Linked DNA regions of Rattus norvegicus: region 1 is linked to region 2. A link is a contact called in public Hi-C data. All regions are on one chromosome and are shown on one strand. The core of a region is the stretch at or near the end of the contact, and the rest is flanking DNA. Distances in the headings are between cores, read along the strand shown. Region 1 overlaps LOC120099257 (a long non-coding RNA gene). Region 2 holds the start of Ap1s2 (adaptor related protein complex 1 subunit sigma 2).

What was found. A called contact is a pair of places that touch in the nucleus more often than the background predicts.
Region 1: a Hi-C map of the A7r5 cell line shows a contact between it and region 2, with 8 times the contacts expected there. The contact joins the enhancer-like site here to the promoter of Ap1s2 in region 2. A contact is called at or near these places in 3 of 12 Hi-C or Micro-C datasets (the A7r5 cell line, the Rat2 cell line and frontal cortex).

What each region holds. Positions count from the first base shown.
Region 1 is chrX:34,308,385-34,312,361 of GRCr8, forward strand. The region is part of intron 3 of LOC120099257 (a long non-coding RNA gene); the gene reads left to right. Among named protein-coding and RNA genes, the nearest start is that of Rnf138l1, 61 kb to the right of the region's middle. Within about 2 kb of position 1,872, at least 1 of the 93 cell types and tissues checked has an H3K27ac peak or open chromatin away from gene starts, as enhancers often do. A contact at or near this core is called in the A7r5 cell line, where this site is marked.
Region 2 is chrX:34,228,323-34,232,157 of GRCr8, forward strand. Ap1s2 (adaptor related protein complex 1 subunit sigma 2) reads right to left here and starts at 2,362. Exons shown (of 5, transcript NM_001127531.2): 1 at 2,241-2,362; 2 at 29-207. The coding sequence starts at 207.

The DNA of each region.
Region 1 (3,977 bases), core at 622-3,121, 80 kb after region 2:
TCAGACAGCTGCTTTCTGTGTTACCTGTTAGTAGAGGGAGCCAGGACATTATCACCCTCACTTAAATCTTCTCTTCCTTTCTTATCTCTACCGTGTGCCAGATCAACTAAGACTTTTTATTTGGTTCCATATGCTCAAGTTCCTAGGATGCTGAAAAGTCAGGAGTGTGCTAACAGTAATATTGGAGGAACGGGAGTGGGGGTGGTAGGATATACATAGTGATTTTTGTTTATTTTTTCACAATTTCAGACAGGAATATACTGCATTAATTTTTATACCTCCCACTTTTCTGTCTCGTCCCTCTCCAACTCTTATTGGTCCCCTTCCCCTTCTCAAATAGTTCTTCCTTCCACTTCTGTGTCTCTTTTAGCTGTTGTTTCTTAACCCACTGAGCTTAGAATTGTTCAGAGCAGTGGTTCTCAACCTTCCAAAAGCTGCAGCCCCTTTAATAAAGTTCCTCATGTTGTGGTGCTCTCCCAAATATAAAACTATTTTCATTGCTGCTTCAGAAACTGTAGTTTTGCTACTGTTATGAATGATAATGCAAATAATTTTGGAGCTAGAAGTTTGCCAAAGGGGCCATGACCCACAGATTGAGAGCCATTGCCTTTAAAGGAACACAAGTGTCAGGTTATTTATAGCAGCAACATGGGTGACTTATCATTGAAAAGCATCTGTCCTTTCCTCAGCAGCCATTAACTGCCAAGTATTCCCCAGGTCTTGTGACCCCTCCTTTAAACATTACGTTTTATTCAACATTTTTTTTCTTCTGAGACCACATCTTACTATATAGTTCTGCCTGTTAAGCTTAAAGATAAAATGGAGCTTCTGTCTCTATTCTAACCATCCTTTCATTATCTGTAACTGGAGATAACAATAGAATACTAATGGGTTCAGTTCGAACATTAAATGATATAATGTATGCAATGTGTTTGACACATACCTGGGTTCTGGAAATCAATTTGTGAACAAGATTTCAGCAGAGCTTTGTTTAGTGAAATCCGTGGGAGACTGTCAAGGGATGGGCCTCAGTGTCAGGTTCCTCACACAGGGCCTGGATGCTTCACTGCCAATCTCCACTCAAAATCAATGAGTGGTTGTCAGGGGTTTCAGAACTGTGAAGGAGAAGGTGCTGGGGCTGGGAGCTGAGCACTTCTGGGAGCATAGTAACAGAACGAACTCCACCGTTTCTAACAGTGCACAGCCTTCACAGGTACCTGGTGCCTCTGATTTCTAGGGTGTGTCTGGAATTCGGCGTTTTGAATTCACTTTTTCTTGCTTACTCTGAATTCTTACAAAAACATTTCATTTTTTTCTTAATTTTAATTTTGAGACAAGGTTTTAACTAAGTTGCCTAGGGCAAGCCCACCCTGAACTTGACATTGCCCTGCCTTGGCCTCCCAAATTGCTGGGGTGACAGCTCTGAACCAACTGGTTTGGCTTAGTATCTCATTCTTTTCGGCCTTTCTAAACAAACAAACGAAGAAACAAACTCCTGACATGTATTTAACCAAAATCTTCCTTTTGCTTTGTATCTAAAATTGAGTGTGTATCCTAAGAAGTAGCTTAAGATTGTTCAGATTTGGGGGTCACTTTTCCCCCAAAAAGTCATCCACATGAGATTTTAGGGAGCCCCATTATTCCCCCTTTATCTTACTTTTGAAAAACCATGTTGACACTTCCTTCAAACACAAGGCCCATTCTATACTCTCACAAGTTTCCCCCCATTATTCTCAAGAGTCTATTTCCTTTATTGTGGAGAAAATTGGAGATTTACAAGATTAGAATGGAAATGGATGAATTTATTCTCTATTTATAGAAACCTGGTGACGTGTTTCCCAAGGTATGAATAGAACAATGGGTGTTGACCAGGCTTTTTTGTAACCATGGATACCCTACAATTATTCCTGAATCTTACTCATTGTTTGTCTGTGTCTGTAATTTAGCAAATATGGCTCTTGATTCTAACTCACACATTTTCAAATGAAAACATATCTCCAATTTATCACCATCTATTTTATGAGTCAGCCCAGGCATGTTTCAAATTCAAATTCATCCATATACACTTCAGAAGAAGGAATCAATCACTATCTTCAGATAATGGGTGAAAATTGAGGACAGTGATGATAATAACTGCTGCACATGACCCATGTTGTCACTAAAACCAAAAATTCCAACTGGGTAGTTTGTAAAGTATCAGACAATCGGCCCTCGATTGCCTATGGTCCTATTCTTACATTCACTTGGATATGATATTTGGGAAAATATCTGCAGCAAATGTTGATCCACATAGCTTTGCCTGTTTCTGCATTGTTTAGAAAGTTTATGAATTCTAGGACAGCTCTCTTCAGAGTAATTAACGCTATATTACCAGTTTGGTGACGATTCCATTTGACACACTTAAACTGGTTGATCACTCAGCAATTCACTTAATTTCACACATCATTTCCTCATTTGTAATATAGCACACCACAGGCATTTCAAATATAACTTTAAAATATTTACATCTGACTGTGGGAGAAACCGCACATGTTCTTCTTAAGTCATGTCTTTCTTCTGGGCTTCTGGAAGCCCCTGAGCTAGTCATCCTTCACTTTTAATGAACCATTTGAATATTGCTAAGACTTATTGTGTCACGAAATATCAAATAACCAAAACGCATCTCTGAAAAATATTCTAGAATGTTTTTTCTGGTGCCAGGAGACAGATTTGAATTATTCATTTAGTTAAAATACGTGTTAAAGTCACTGAGTTTTTTTTTTAAATTCAGCTCCTTTTCTCCTGTTTATTATTCTCGCCTTTTATACAATATATGCATAATATTTAATGTGCTGAGCTAATATAGTAATACAAAATGAAGCCTTTAATATTCTTAAATTCACTTAAAATAGTATAAAATTACAGGCTGAGGGAGGTATTTTCTGATTATTCTTGATGCAGAATGACATTGAAATTGACTTCCATGTAGTCTTATCATTTCTCTGGATCAAGTGATAACAATGCAGGGAGTGGAGAGAAATTTATGTTATTTTAAAGAATAAAAGCAGTGTTTATGGAGGAGGGATTCCACTGGAGATAGGGACTGACGAACCAATAATTCAAAGGACTGATGAGAGAGAAATATTCCCTGGGCCTGATGGGATGTGGAGCCTGCAACCTGTAATCCCAGTGCCTGAGAGATACAGGCAGGAGGATCATTGCACGTTCAAGACTAAGCTGGTCTATACAGTGAGAAATGGGGGTGGGAGGAGACAGAGAGACAGAGACAGAGAGAGACAGAGACACAGAGAGAGACACAGAGAGAGCCAGAGACAGACAGAGACACAGAAAGACAGAGAGACAGAGACAGAGAGAGACAAAGAGAGATAGAGACAGAGACACAGGGACAGAGAGAGACAGAGACAGAGGCAGACAGAGAAACACAGAGACACAGAGACCGACAGAGAGACAGACAGAGACATAGAGACAGAGAAACAGACAGACAGATAGACAGAGACAGAGATGCAGAGACAGAAAGAGACAAAGAGACCAAGACAGAGACACTGGGAGAGACAGGGAGACAGAGAAGAGACAGAGAGGAGAGGAGACAGAAACACACACACACGCACGCACACGCACACACACGCACACACACGTATGCATGCACGCACGCAGACAGACTGACAGACTGACAGACAGACAGACAGACAGACAGACAGACAGACAGACAGACAGATTATATCGGTCTTCAGTCATAGGAAATCAAACCTGTGATGGACCTGCGAGTATCTCTGAACAAGGATGTCTTATTAGGAAGCTTATGTCCTTATGCCCAGTTCTGATTCTTCTCTGCTGTGAAGACCCTATTTAGACAAATGCACCTATAGACCCTGAGCTGGTGAGATGGTTCAGAGGCTAAAGGCATCTGTCGCTAAGTCTGATGGCTTAAGTTCAATCCTCAGGCACCATATGGTGGAAGGAATGAACCAGCTCCCAAA
Region 2 (3,835 bases), core at 1,112-3,611:
CCTTTCTGATAAATAAAAAAAGGATTACCTTTTATAAACAATCTTCAGATCTCTCCACTCAAGGAAGCTGCACATCTTGGGTTTCCGTGCTAAAACGGTTTGCACAAGTTCTCTGGTGATTTTCTTCTTCTCTTTGTCTGACAGTGGGACATACCATTTCTGCAGTCGAAGCTTTCCCTGACGACTAAAAAGCAACATAAACTGCATCTGTTAAAATAAATAAAATCAAGATTACATACAATTACCTCGGAGCAACAGTTAAGAGCACATGATTTTCAGAGCCGCTTTGGGGGGCACAGTAAACGCCCTGACAAATGATCAATAAGCCATCAACATTTCTATGGAGGTTATAATAGCATGGAATTCTTTTGGAAAGATCTTCTTACTATATGTATGTAGGTAAGTGTAGAAGAGAGTGTGTAAAAAGCAGAACAGGTGGTAAGCTGGAGTGAATTTTTTGAAGAACAAAAACTCTGATAATTTCAGGAAACAATTTTCTACCTGTTCCACACTCCACCACTCTACATGCATCAAAGGAAAATGCAGACATCAGGTAGCTGATTTAGGTACATTTCTAGGAAAGAGGAGACCTACTATTTTCACCCTGAGGCTATTCTAGTTCCAGGCGGAATTTCAAGCACTCCCTTCAATTTATGCTAGCATATTTTAAACAAAACAGAATATTAGTCAAATATTTCACAGTACATTTTAAAGACAAAAGTCTGATTTTTTATGTTTTCATTTCTCTTTTATAAAATACAACATAAATAAGCACTCAAAAACTGAGTTAATGTCTGTAAAAGAGAATAGAAGTTTAAAAAGCTTTACCCAAAAGTTACCCATATTGAAACACAGGATATTTAATTTAAAACAACATTTTGAGACATCACACAGTATACATCTTTTAAAACAAACAAACAAACAGAAACCACATTCGAATGTATGCTGGATTCAAGTATATTTTATATTGAAGCTAATTTGTATGGATTTACTTAGCATTTGCATGTCTGTTGGTCAGTCTGTTTTCTAAGGCATGTATTTTATAATTCAACTGGTAAAAATGGGCTGTATTGTAAAGCTAATTTGAAGGTAAAATTCGGATAAGTGTTCTGTTTTAACCTTTTTAAGTTCCTTTAACAGTGACAGTGCAAGTAAGATCCTCTCAAGGACAATTCTTAATATTCACCACACTACCTTAAACATGAACACACGGAGGAGGAATTTACGTAACTAATATAAAATCAAATTGGCTCTAAATTTCGACAGGAAAACCACCTCACAATATAACAAAAAGGCACCAAGAAAACATCCGGATATTTATGGCGTAGCCATTTAACTTTAATAAAGTTAAAATTGGCTATTACTCCACACAACACTCTATATAATTCATTGAGAGCAAAGTGCTACCCGTGTAAGTCCTTAAGACAGCGGCATCGAAGAGAACGGCAAGTAAAGCATCAACTGGACATTGAACGCCGACCGTTAACAGAACTTGGGAAAGGAACCGATCGGTTTTCTTAAATCTCGACCAGGAGAGACGGTTTGCTAATGACAGGGGTGTGCTCTAGGCTATCTGTAACGGGGTCTAGTATCCGCCCTAACACTTTGTAGAACGAAGAAACCAAGCATTTTCCTCAAAACAAATGATGTGCTAACATGGGACGAAACCCGTGGCACAAGTATTCCTTTTCCCTCGCTTTGATTTTGCCTCAAATCCTGGGACAACAATTTCTCCAGATTGGTATTAAAACAAAAACAAAACAAAAAACAACAATGAGCTCAGCCTTGGAGTGGGCTCTGGTCCAGCATCCCTGGGGTCCCGCAGTCTTGGACGCCTCCCCTCCTCCCGGGACCACACTCCATCAGTGCCCAAAGCTGGGCGATGTGACCGGCAAGGAGTGGAGAGAGACAATGGCATCCGCTGGCCCGCCAGGGGCGCCAAGTCCTCGGTCGCCACCACCCCGGCCCCTCCCCAAAACACCCCGTCAAACTTGAGGCGATCAGCGAACCACAGGTGCCGCGGGGTCCCCGTGGAACCCAGGACCGTCCCCCGTATCACCGGCGCGCCGCAGAGTGGAGAGCGGGGCGCTACCGCCGCCAGAAGTGAGTTTTGGGGCGCGGCGCCCCAAGAGGACTCGGGGTGGGGTCGTCGGGGCGCTCACGGGGCAACGGGGGGCGCGCCCCGGCCATCTCTCCCTCTTTCCATCCCTGCCACCTCAGCGGACTTCTTCAACACTTACGGCGGCTGCGGGCCGCGGACGCGGCGGAGCTTGGCTGGCTGCGGAGACTGAGGCGCCGGCAGCTGCTGAGGGGAAGCCCCCGTCGCCAGGCTGTTGAAGGGAAGCCGTGGTGCCGCGGGGAGGGGACCCGTCTGGTGGAGGGCAGGCTTAGGCGGCGAGGGTAGGGCGAGCCAACAGATCCCGCCCTGGAGGCTGGACGAAGGAGGAGCCCAGGCTGCGGTGAGCTGAGAGGCGGACCAGAGGACGCGCGCCAAGCTGCCGAGGGGGCGCCAACCGCCTCTAGAGTCAGCACAGTTGCCGGCAAGAACGAGAAGCCGATTGGTCAAATGGCCACAGGGAAGGCGTGGCGAGGGCCGGAAGTCTGGCCACGTGACCCGGAAGCGGCTTTGGCTGTGGCCGGCACGCCTGCGTACTTATGGCCGTGCCGCGGGGACGCAGCGCACCCGGCTGTCCTGGCTTCCTCAGTGGCAGGGTGATGGGGTTCCGCGGCGCCCTTAGCTGACCCCGTGGTGCAGGCTAAGGATGGTCCGCACTACAAAGAGCTGACTTCGAGCTCCGATGACTCTCTGGGTCCCCAGAGGGTTGGACGGGGAGATGTGACAGTGGGTGATGATGGTGGGAGCAAGGACAGGAGTGCTGCAACTCTGGGGAAAATAAGTCAGCGCTTTCGTGGTGCTCGCGCCCGCGTTTGCAAGGAGGCCCCTCCTCTCCAACGCAGTGCTACAGCCCTAGCTAACCTAGACACTTCTGGCCCCAAGCTTTGCAAGAGCCTTTCTGCAGGGCTTGCTTCGCCCAGCAGTGCGGCGGACTGGATGAGTTGTGGTCCGCTCTCTGCTGCAAAAATCCAGACAGCGCTTAGTCCTCCAGATCCCGCTTCCTTCTCACGGTCTCGCCCCCACCTTCCCCAACCCGGGTTCCAGTTTAGCTTTGCTGACGACTCGCTCTGCTTGCCATGCCCTTCCTCTAATGTCACATCTATGAAGCCTCACTCTAAAGCCCTGGAACAACGAATTCCTCTTTTACCCACATGCTTCTGTTTAGTGCACCTTGGATTTTATTCGTTTAACAATCTAGCTCCCTGCCTGGTTTTAACACCACTGATAAATGTGAGTTGCCTAATAAAATTATAAAATAATGATAGATTTATTAAAAGCTGAAATGTTGACTTAGTTCTGGGCATATGATGGATTTCTATGTTTTATTTGAATGCTGGAATGGATGGATCATCTAGTTCAACTTATCATTTATAGATAAGGGGAGTGGAGATCCACGGGATTAGGTGACCTTGCTTGGGCAGCGATGGATTTCCCATGTCAAATGCTACTCATTACTACAGTCACCTCCGTCCCTACAAAAAAAAAAAAAAAAAAAAAAAGCCAGAACTGAGTATTTGTTGGGTATGCCTTTCTTTGCAGAGATTGCTAAACAGGAATTGTAAATTAACCAATGTAAGGGAAAAGATGCTACATTTTTAGCGAAGTTGTGTTTATTCAATTTAAAGAAACCCCTTATTAGAGATCAATGTTGATTTTTATGTCTTACAGTACCAATGTAATAGGATCATATATGATAGGAATTTGAGGTCATTTTGTAAA